3 separate regions of the Mus musculus genome follow, and regions 1 and 2 are each linked to region 3. A link is a contact called in public Hi-C and promoter capture Hi-C data. All regions are on one chromosome and are shown on one strand. The core of a region is the stretch at or near the end of the contact, and the rest is flanking DNA. Distances in the headings are between cores, read along the strand shown. Region 1 has its middle 9.3 kb from the start of Mir3080. Region 2 overlaps Tcf20 (transcription factor 20). Region 3 holds the start of Tcf20 (transcription factor 20).

Evidence for each region. Promoter capture Hi-C pulls out the DNA fragments that hold promoters and counts their contacts. Hi-C and Micro-C count contacts between places; a contact is called where the count stands out from the background.
Region 1: a contact with region 3 is called in a Hi-C map of cerebral cortex, with 1.6 times the contacts expected there. The contact joins the enhancer-like site here to the promoter of Tcf20 in region 3. A contact is called at or near these places in 3 of 39 promoter capture datasets (the 3T3-L1 cell line, hippocampal neurons and macrophages), 12 of 484 Hi-C or Micro-C datasets (the MNK3 cell line, the MPC-11 cell line, brown adipocytes and 8 more), 6 of 115 datasets of contacts at active chromatin or transcription factors (bone marrow-derived macrophages, craniofacial prominence, embryonic basal ganglia and 2 more) and 3 of 9 other capture datasets (adipose tissue, liver and pancreatic islet).
Region 2: a contact with region 3 is called in a promoter capture Hi-C map of hippocampal neurons, with 2.5 times the contacts expected there. The contact joins the enhancer-like site here to the promoter of Tcf20 in region 3. A contact is called at or near these places in 3 of 39 promoter capture datasets (the C10 cell line, hippocampal neurons and liver), 8 of 484 Hi-C or Micro-C datasets (the AML12 cell line, CD8 T cells, bone marrow and 3 more), 5 of 115 datasets of contacts at active chromatin or transcription factors (SST interneurons, cardiomyocytes, embryonic stem cells and 1 more) and 3 of 9 other capture datasets (adipose tissue, liver and pancreatic islet).

Annotation. Positions count from the first base shown.
Region 1 is chr15:82,967,203-82,969,902 of GRCm38.p6, forward strand. It overlaps a transcript of Tcf20 not described here. Among named protein-coding and RNA genes, the nearest start is that of Mir3080, 9.3 kb to the left of the region's middle. Within about 2 kb of position 1,384, at least 86 of the 459 cell types and tissues checked have an H3K27ac peak or open chromatin away from gene starts, as enhancers often do. A contact at or near this core is called in the MNK3 cell line, cerebral cortex, cortical neurons and 1 more, where this site is marked.
Region 2 is chr15:82,855,896-82,858,595 of GRCm38.p6, forward strand. Tcf20 (transcription factor 20) reads right to left here. Exons shown (of 5, transcript NM_013836.3): 2 at 1-1,389. The coding sequence starts at 1,353. Among named protein-coding and RNA genes, the nearest start is that of Tbrg3, 41 kb to the right of the region's middle. Within about 2 kb of position 1,321, at least 49 of the 459 cell types and tissues checked have an H3K27ac peak or open chromatin away from gene starts, as enhancers often do. A contact at or near this core is called in SST interneurons and hippocampal neurons, where this site is marked.
Region 3 is chr15:82,910,828-82,913,527 of GRCm38.p6, forward strand. Tcf20 (transcription factor 20) reads right to left here and starts at 1,307. Exons shown (of 5, transcript NM_013836.3): 1 at 1,159-1,307.

The sequences.
Region 1 (2,700 bases), core at 134-2,633, 56 kb after region 3:
GATGTGCACTGGTCTGCCTGCATGTCTATGTGAGTGAGCCAGGTTCTCTGGAACTGGAGTTACTACAGACTGTCATCGGCTGCTATGTGGTTGCTGGGAATTGATCTCAGGTCCTGTGGAAGAGCACTCTGTGCTTTTAACCGCTGAGCCATCTCTCCAGCCCATTTTATGGTCTCTAAAATAACAATCGTTACTTATAGCATTAATTATTGAACTGTGTATCATCTACTTCCACCCTTTTCCCCCCAAATCCAGGAGTATAAGGGTTCAGGTATACCCCTCCTTTTGTTGTTTGGGGTTCATTTGACACAGGGTCTCATATCTCCCGGGTTGGCTTTGAACTTGCTCTGTTGCCAAAGATGACTTTGAACTCTTCATCCTCCTGCCTCTGCCTCCCAAGTGCTAGAATTACAGAGCTAGGCCACTATGCCTTACTTCAGAATGTCTTGATTCCTGCTATACTAACTGTACCTCCACAGTGTGCAAAACAGTGCCAAGCACATAGAAGGTGCTCAGTGAATATTCACAATGGGATAAGAATCTCCAGATAAGGCCTGGAAAGATGGCTTGGAGGTTAAGAGTGCATGCTGCTCTTGCATATGGCCAAGATTCAGTTCCTGGGACTGGGCAACTCCGGGGCATCTGACACCTTCTGTTAGCCTTGGGGGCATCTACACCCACTTCGTGCTCATACACACATTTCAGGCAATCGTGCCTCGTGCATGCCGTACACGCGCGCACAATAAAAACGAGTAACTCTTAAAACAATCCTCAGGTGGTGACATTAAGTGCGCAGGGTGGAATGGCGATGCTCCAATGCCTGTGTGCAGCTCCCCCTCCTAGGAGACAGCCCGCTTGGGCTGTTAACCCAACCCCAACCCCCACCCTGCAGCAGCAGAACTGAGGAAGGGCACCTCAGGGGCTTCCCTCCCACTCAGTAGTCAGGAAGCTACTCCCCAGTGCAACGGGGCTTCTTGGACCAGCAGGGAGAACTTGGGCAGTTTTCTGGCTCACTGCTCATTCTTTTGCTGTTTGGTGACACAGAGAGGCTCCTGCGAGTCTAATGCTCCCTCAGATGTAACCTAGAATTCCCCCTTCTAGTAGAGCCTAGTAGGACTTCTCCAGCCCACCCACCCTCTAAATTGGAGGGAGGGGCTTCTCAGCTAAGCCCCAGGATGTCATGTGGGGGCTGAGCTCCCCGCCCCTCGCGTGCGCATGGCACTCCCCCGCTACAGTTTACAAAGTGCGTTCACAGACATTATCACGTCGGCTCCTAAACGCCCCCTAAAAACCACAATAAATCTCTCGCTCTGGCTCCGGAGCCCACCGGCTGCCGCGTAATCACTGAGCAGAGAGGCCTCAGGGCCCAGAGTCTGCCAAAGCCTCCTCGGCGCCAGCAGGGGCAGAGGGGGGATCCACGTGGGCGGGTGGCAGGTGGCGGGTGGCAGGCCCAGCTGGGGCGCTGCGGGAGAGAGGAGCAAGCCCGCCCGCCCGAGGCCCAATCCTACAAAAGCAGACTGTGCCGTCTCAACCCAGAAGCTCTCTTGGGAGAGGGGCCAGCAGCCACGGGATCTGGAGGACAGAGGCTGGTGGGCCGGGAGGCCAGGAAACACTACAGGAGACCTGGAGGCTTAGCTCTTGGGAGCATCATTGTAAATGTAGCGGAGCCATAAAAATTTTTCTGTTGGGGAGCCAGGGTTAGCTGGCCGTAGCTGGCTCTTCTCTCACCCGCTACTTTCTCCATCCCTGGATAGCTGTCCTCAGTGTGACTCTGTGGCTGGCTGTAAGGTCCTCTTAGCAGATCTCTCCAGTGACAGGAGCCCCCTCCCATGCTGTTCTCTGTCTGGGACTGTCCTGCTGCCCTGTTAAGACTCCTAACCTTTCTCAAAAGACAATTCGGAGTTCTCTATATGTTAACACCCCCCCAAAATCCAGAAGTGGCTCCTTGAACCCCTAACTGCACCTGAGTCTCCCTCTGCTCTAATCAAGTCCTGTTTCCACTCAGTTCCTTGTGCCTAGAGGGCAGCAGCTGTGTCCTCCTGCAGTGAGGTGACCCAGACAACACAGAAAGGATGCCTCCTGACGAGCCACAGAACCACAGTCAGGACGCACGGGGACAGTCAGCCCAAACTGATGACAAACCACAAGAAAGAGGCAGCAAGGCCCTGTGTTTACAGATGGGCTCCTAGCCCTGAGTAACCACACAGAGAGAGAAAAAAATTATCCCAAATGCCTGAGCAGAATCAGCCAGTGGCTGTGGTTGGGGGGCTGGGGGTGGGGGTGGTGTTTTCTTACATTTCCCTAGGTTCTCAAAGTTAGAGAAGCTCAGCTTACAAACTGTGGAAAGTTCAGGAAAGTTTAACTAAGCAAGGAGAGGGAGGGCCTGACCCACCCGCTGCGGTTGCCCTGGCAGGCTTCCTTCCTGGGCCTCTTCTCTTGGTGGCTAACTCCTGGGAGGCCTTGGCCTTGGCCTCTGGGCTGCAGGGGGTGCGGGGGGGGGGGTCAGCTGATCTAACAGAGTGGTGGCTGTGGTGTGTCATGGCAGTCAGAGAGCAGGTGGCATCGGCTCTGAGGCCTCTTGAAAGGAGGCAGTTTCTCCCATCCCCAGCCTTCACAGGCCTGGGAGAGCGGCAGGGCGGGGACACGGTAGCCCTGGAAGTCTTGGCCAGGAGATATCTGGGGAAGAAGCAGGGAAGCTAG
Region 2 (2,700 bases), core at 71-2,570, 55 kb before region 3:
TGATGGAGTTGGACTGAGCTGGGGCATTAGCTGTAAAATTCGGTTTCTGGAACTCATGGGCACATTGCCTTGCCCACACTGGAGATTCTCACCACTCTGCATGAGAGGAGAAGGTGTAGAGCTACAGCTTGGAGACTGAACCACAGAAGCAGCTGGAGAAGGGTTAGAAATAGGGCTGAAATTCTGGTGGAACTGCATGGGAGACCTTACAGGAACCTCAGGCTGGTTGTACTGCCCAACCTGGCTTTGCAGAGGCATCTTGGTGGCAGCATTTGTGTACTGCATCACATGCTGGGGAGGATGTTGCTGCTGCTGCTGCTGTTGCTGCTGTTGCTGCGGCTGCTGTTGCTGAGGTTGTGGTTGCTGCTGTTGCTGCTGCTGCCCCTGCTGGTTTCCTGGTGGAATCTTTGCCTGTTCAAAATTTTTCATAGACTGAGGTTGATAGCTATAATTTGATTGTGTTCCATAAGCCTGTGCATTAGAACCCACATTATGCCCTTCATACTGAGATCCAGCATTCACACTGTAACTGCCATCATAGCTTTGTCCAGACTGACTGAAACGCTGTGGAGAAGGGAAGGAGGAGGAGGAAGAGGAGGAAGCAGAAGACTGGTAGTGCTGTCCAAACTGACCTACTCTTAACTGATAACCAGCAGAAGATGGCAGAGTTGAGGGCCGCTGCATTGGTTGTAGATGCGATGAGCCAGAGGCTGGCTGTCCAGTGGTTTGTGGCAGAGGCTGATGGGATTGGTAAAGCTGTTGTCTCAACTGCTGTACTTGCTGCTGCTGTTGCTGCTGCTGCTGCTGTTGCTGCTGCTGCTGCTGCTGCTGTTGTTGGCTAGAGGCCTGCTGTTGATACTGAGCACTCCCAGGAGAGAAAGGCCCTGTGTAATCCTGCTGATAATGAGACACACCACCAAGGGCAGAGTGCTGTGCTTGAAATTGGCTCACATGACCCTCACTCGCATACTGATTGCCAAAGCTGCTCCCCTGGGGAGGTCCATAGCTCTGTACAGGCCCAGAAGGCCTTCGCTGAGGAGGCTGTGGGGTTCCTGCTGCCACTGTGTCTTTGTTGCCTGCCATGTAGTAAAAATCTCCAGCTTCTTTCCTGAAACCCTGATAGCCTTGATGGCCAGAGGTCTCACTAGCCATTGCTGCCGCTGCAGCAGCTGTTCCTCGTCGACCGCTACTGCTGCTGCCAGTGCCACTACTACCACCACCTGCTCCCCCAAAATTCTGGAACATCTGGGCCTGGCGAGGGCTGAACTCTTCTATGCGGGATGAGCTGTGCACCTCCTGTGGGTAGCTCTGCTGGTTTCCGTGGTAACTGCTTTGCTCCCGAAACGACTGCATACTGTTCAGCAGCACAGCAGCAGGCCAGCAGCCCTCCTAGAAAGGGAAAAAAAGAAAAAGCATGAGACATGCATCTGCTTGACACAAAGATCAAGCCTAGATAAATAACTCAGTGACCAGATAAAGCTGATTGCTTAAATTCCATCTCCTTTTTCTATCAATTTCTAATAATGCAAGTAAGCAGATAAATGGTCTAAAGAATGAAGGAATCTGTAATACAACAAAGAAAATACTAGGAATACACAAACACATTCAATATAGTCTTTAAAAACTTCATTAGATAAATGAGTCTTACAAATTCAACTGGAGTAAATATTGGAATGTTATTACAAACAAAGACATTTTTTAAATAAATCTTTAGTTACTGTGGGGTGACAAAAGCTCTTTTAATTTAAGCTGAGGAGCCTCAGATAATGACGGAGCAGTTGTTTCAGGAGGTGTCCAAGACTACTCCAATCACTCCAAGACAAAGACCCATCCTGAGAACCAAAGCTAGTTCCTCAAAATCGCCTGCTTATGGTGACTAGTGACTCTGGGACACTCAACTTGGTATTACTATGGATTCCTTATACTGTAGTCACCTATAAGTCAGATCTGACTGCTTCTTGACATAAAATTGTCTTCAAAGTACCTCTCTTGACCACCTAATTCAGAGCCACCAAGAGCAAGAGACCACAAAAGAGTAGTTATAAGGTCCAGGACTTTGAGTCTACACATTCCAGTCCCAGTTGTGGACTGTTCTCTCCAGCCTGGTTTGGAAAGCTGGTGACCTCACTTTTATTGAAAACTAGTATTAACTTTTGTTGTCTTTCTGTCATCATCTAAGAGCATTATTCTCTCCAATGCATTCGGTTTTTGGTTTTGTTTTGTTTTTTTTTAAGATTGATTGATTGATTGATTGATTTAATATGAGTACACTGTAGCTGTCTTCAGACACTCCAGAAGAGGGCGTCAGATCCCATTACAGATGGTTGTGAGCCACTATGTTGTTGTTGGGAATTGAACTCAGGACCTCTGGGAGAGCAGTCAGTGCTCTTAACTGATGAGCTATCTCTCCAGCCCAGCACCCAGTTCTTTAAAGAACCCTCGATGCCTCAGGAAAAAACTTTCTGCTGGGATGTCTCCATGGAAGTAGAATCCTGCCATTCCCCACCTGATGTAGTCCCACCTTTCTGACATTGTCATTAGGTTATTTGTGTTGTCTGTTACACTACAGGAGAGTATGACTCCAGGTAGAGGATACAGTAACAGGTCATGAGTTTTGATTCTGGGAAAATGTTTAATGCATTAGTACAAAACCCACAACAATTAAGACAAGGAATAAGGCTGTGTTGCTCATTAATAATT
Region 3 (2,700 bases), core at 57-2,556:
GGCAGAAGCAGCCTTCAGAGATCTCAGGCCACCTAGGCTAAGGGAGGAACTAAGTGTGACTCTGGCCTGGGGCAGGGGGCCAAAGAGCAAAACAGATGACCTGGGGCAAAGACTTGGAGGCAGGGGAGGTGCCTGAGCCTCCTATGGAATGAGGAGGGACTGGAAAAACTAGGGAAGAGGGGACTCCTCCCGCCATGCCGGCCTGTCTATCTCCAGCTCTTCACTGTAAAATAAATGGAAGAAGCACACACCAGACAAAAAAAAAAGGGAGGAACAAATAAAATCCCAAAACCGCCGCCCACCTTGGTGGGTCTGGGCCAAGGCCTTGGCCTGGGTCACTTGCCTCTGCTTTTCCCAGGAAACCACTGGTGCCAAATTTGCATTTACCACAAACAGAGACAACACAATGTCATAATCCTTCTCCTGTCATTCTCCCCTCTCTGCCTCCTCCCACCTCAGACACACACGCTAACACAAAATGACGGCTCCCTCGATAGACTGAATGAGCGAAGCTCTGGATCTGCCTCCTAATTGTTGGCGTTTCTCCTCGGCCTGTGCTCTATCTATGCCCGTCGCCCAACTCGCAGCAGACCACCCACTGCCCCCTCCTTTGTCCCGCATTACCACTGACAAATGGCCTGCTGGAGGTGGAAGAATATGTCAGGAAATAATAGGGGGAGTCAGCCCCTGCCCCCTCCTAAAGCTTTCTGCACCTCACTGCTGGGGTCCCGGCCACAGAGGGCGGCTGGACCAGAGGGGACAGAGACAGTAACAAGGATCTGGCCCCTGAGATCCTGACCCGGGGCCTTGCCCTTCACGCCCCTGCTGCTGCGGCTGCACTCGACCAACAGCCCCGACCACCCCTCCTCTCGCGGCCGCCCTCCTGGGCACTGCTCTGAGCATCCCCCGCGCTCCCCTCCCTCCATCGCTCTTTATGGCAGTTTCAAAGCTGCAGCCGCCACTCGAGCAGCTGCGGCCTTTGATGGGGACAAGGCAGTGAAGGCCGCCCAGGAGGCCTCTGCCTGGACTGTCCCTGGCCCGGTGGCCCCTGCACGCCCCCGGGGAGCCTGGGGCAGGCGCGGCGCAGCGCCCAGCGGGCACGCCTCACACGCCAGAGCAAACTTTCGCGACCGTGGGAGAGGCCCCGCGCACCGTTACCTTTGCAGCTGCATCCTCCCCTGGCACTTGCCCCCAAACCCCTTGACAGCCCACAGCATGCAGGCCGGCAGGAAAACAACCCCCCGCGGAGGCAGGGAGGAAGGGAAAGCGAGAAACCGGGAAGAAAAAGGAAAGGGGGCAGTTTCTCCTCTCAGTCTCAGCCTCTTCACAGCTCCTCCTGCCCAAGCAAGCAAGTGAAGTCACAGGGCCGGGGCGGTGACATCAGCTGAGCCTCTGACATCACGGCCCCTGCCGGATCACACCTCTGCAGGGTGGAGATGGAGGAGCAGCAGGGAGGAGGAATGGGTGAGGGAGAGGAGTACCAGATCCCTCCTTCGCCCTTAACTGCAGAGAGCTAGTGCCAGTGTTGGGGGGGGGGGGGGTAAGGGGAGGGGCGTGTGGCTCATCTCTAAAGAATACGTTTTATCTCTATAGATAGGGGCGATTATGTGTCTATTTATAATTGGCCCCAGAGTGGATGGCTTAAAAAGAGCCAATGCCCACCGCAGGTGGGGAATCAAAGCTTAGATCAAGGGCTGAAGGTAAGAATGCCTACTTACTCACAGTATGGCTACTGTGCACTGGTGACTGGCATCTGCACCTGGATAGTGCTCACAAAGGCCAAAGAGGATTCCATTGTACCTGGTGAGCTCAGAGAGGGGAGAACCTTCCTGAGACTACACAGCAGGAAGACAGCCACACTTGGGAGCCAGGAGTCACTAAGGAGGCAGAGAGGGCTAGCACAGAGGCTGGAGAGCCAGCTGGGCAGCCTTTAGCATCTTGAGATTTCCCAGGCTATTGGGGGGTGGCAGGCATACCTAGGACAACACACACTCACACAAAGTGGGCGTCAGTAGCAGGAGAGAGCAGTTCCAAGCTCCCCAGTCAGGGATGGCAGCAGAAGGGAGGTTGTCCTCCAACTGCACCTCTGCCTCTTACTGTCCAAGTAGGTGGACTAGCTCCGAGCAATTAAGCCCCTACTATGTACAGACCTACTACTAGGTAAATCACAGTCCCTCTATTCAACCCCATGACAATGCCTGAGAAGTAAGTACCCTTCTTCACATTCAGAAAGGAAGACTAAGGGCCAGAAAGTGGCCCCCAGGGGCTCCAGCCCCTGGTACAGGGAACCACAGTCCTGTCTCTGGCTTACAGCGTCATGGACATCATGTCATCATCGTGAACCTCCCGCTTAGGCAAGCCTTAGCCTACTGAGGCCTCCACTGTCCAAATGTCTACTTCTGCTCCTTTTTGGCAGTAGCCCCAATAGAACCCTGCAGGCCCGGTCCACCAACTCCAGAACAGCTCCATACCCTGTGCCACAGGACATCTGGGATGCCTGCTGGGTACTCTCGGCACACATAGGCATCTGAGCTTCTTTGATGATGTTTGGTGACAGCCTACTGAGTGTCAGGTCCCAAGCCCCAATTACCTTCTTCTTAACATCTAAAAACTATTTCCATTCCTCCTGACATTTCTCGAATCCTGGAACCAGTGTGCCTGCTGTGTTCACCAGTGTGGCCACTGTGCTCTTTGTACCAA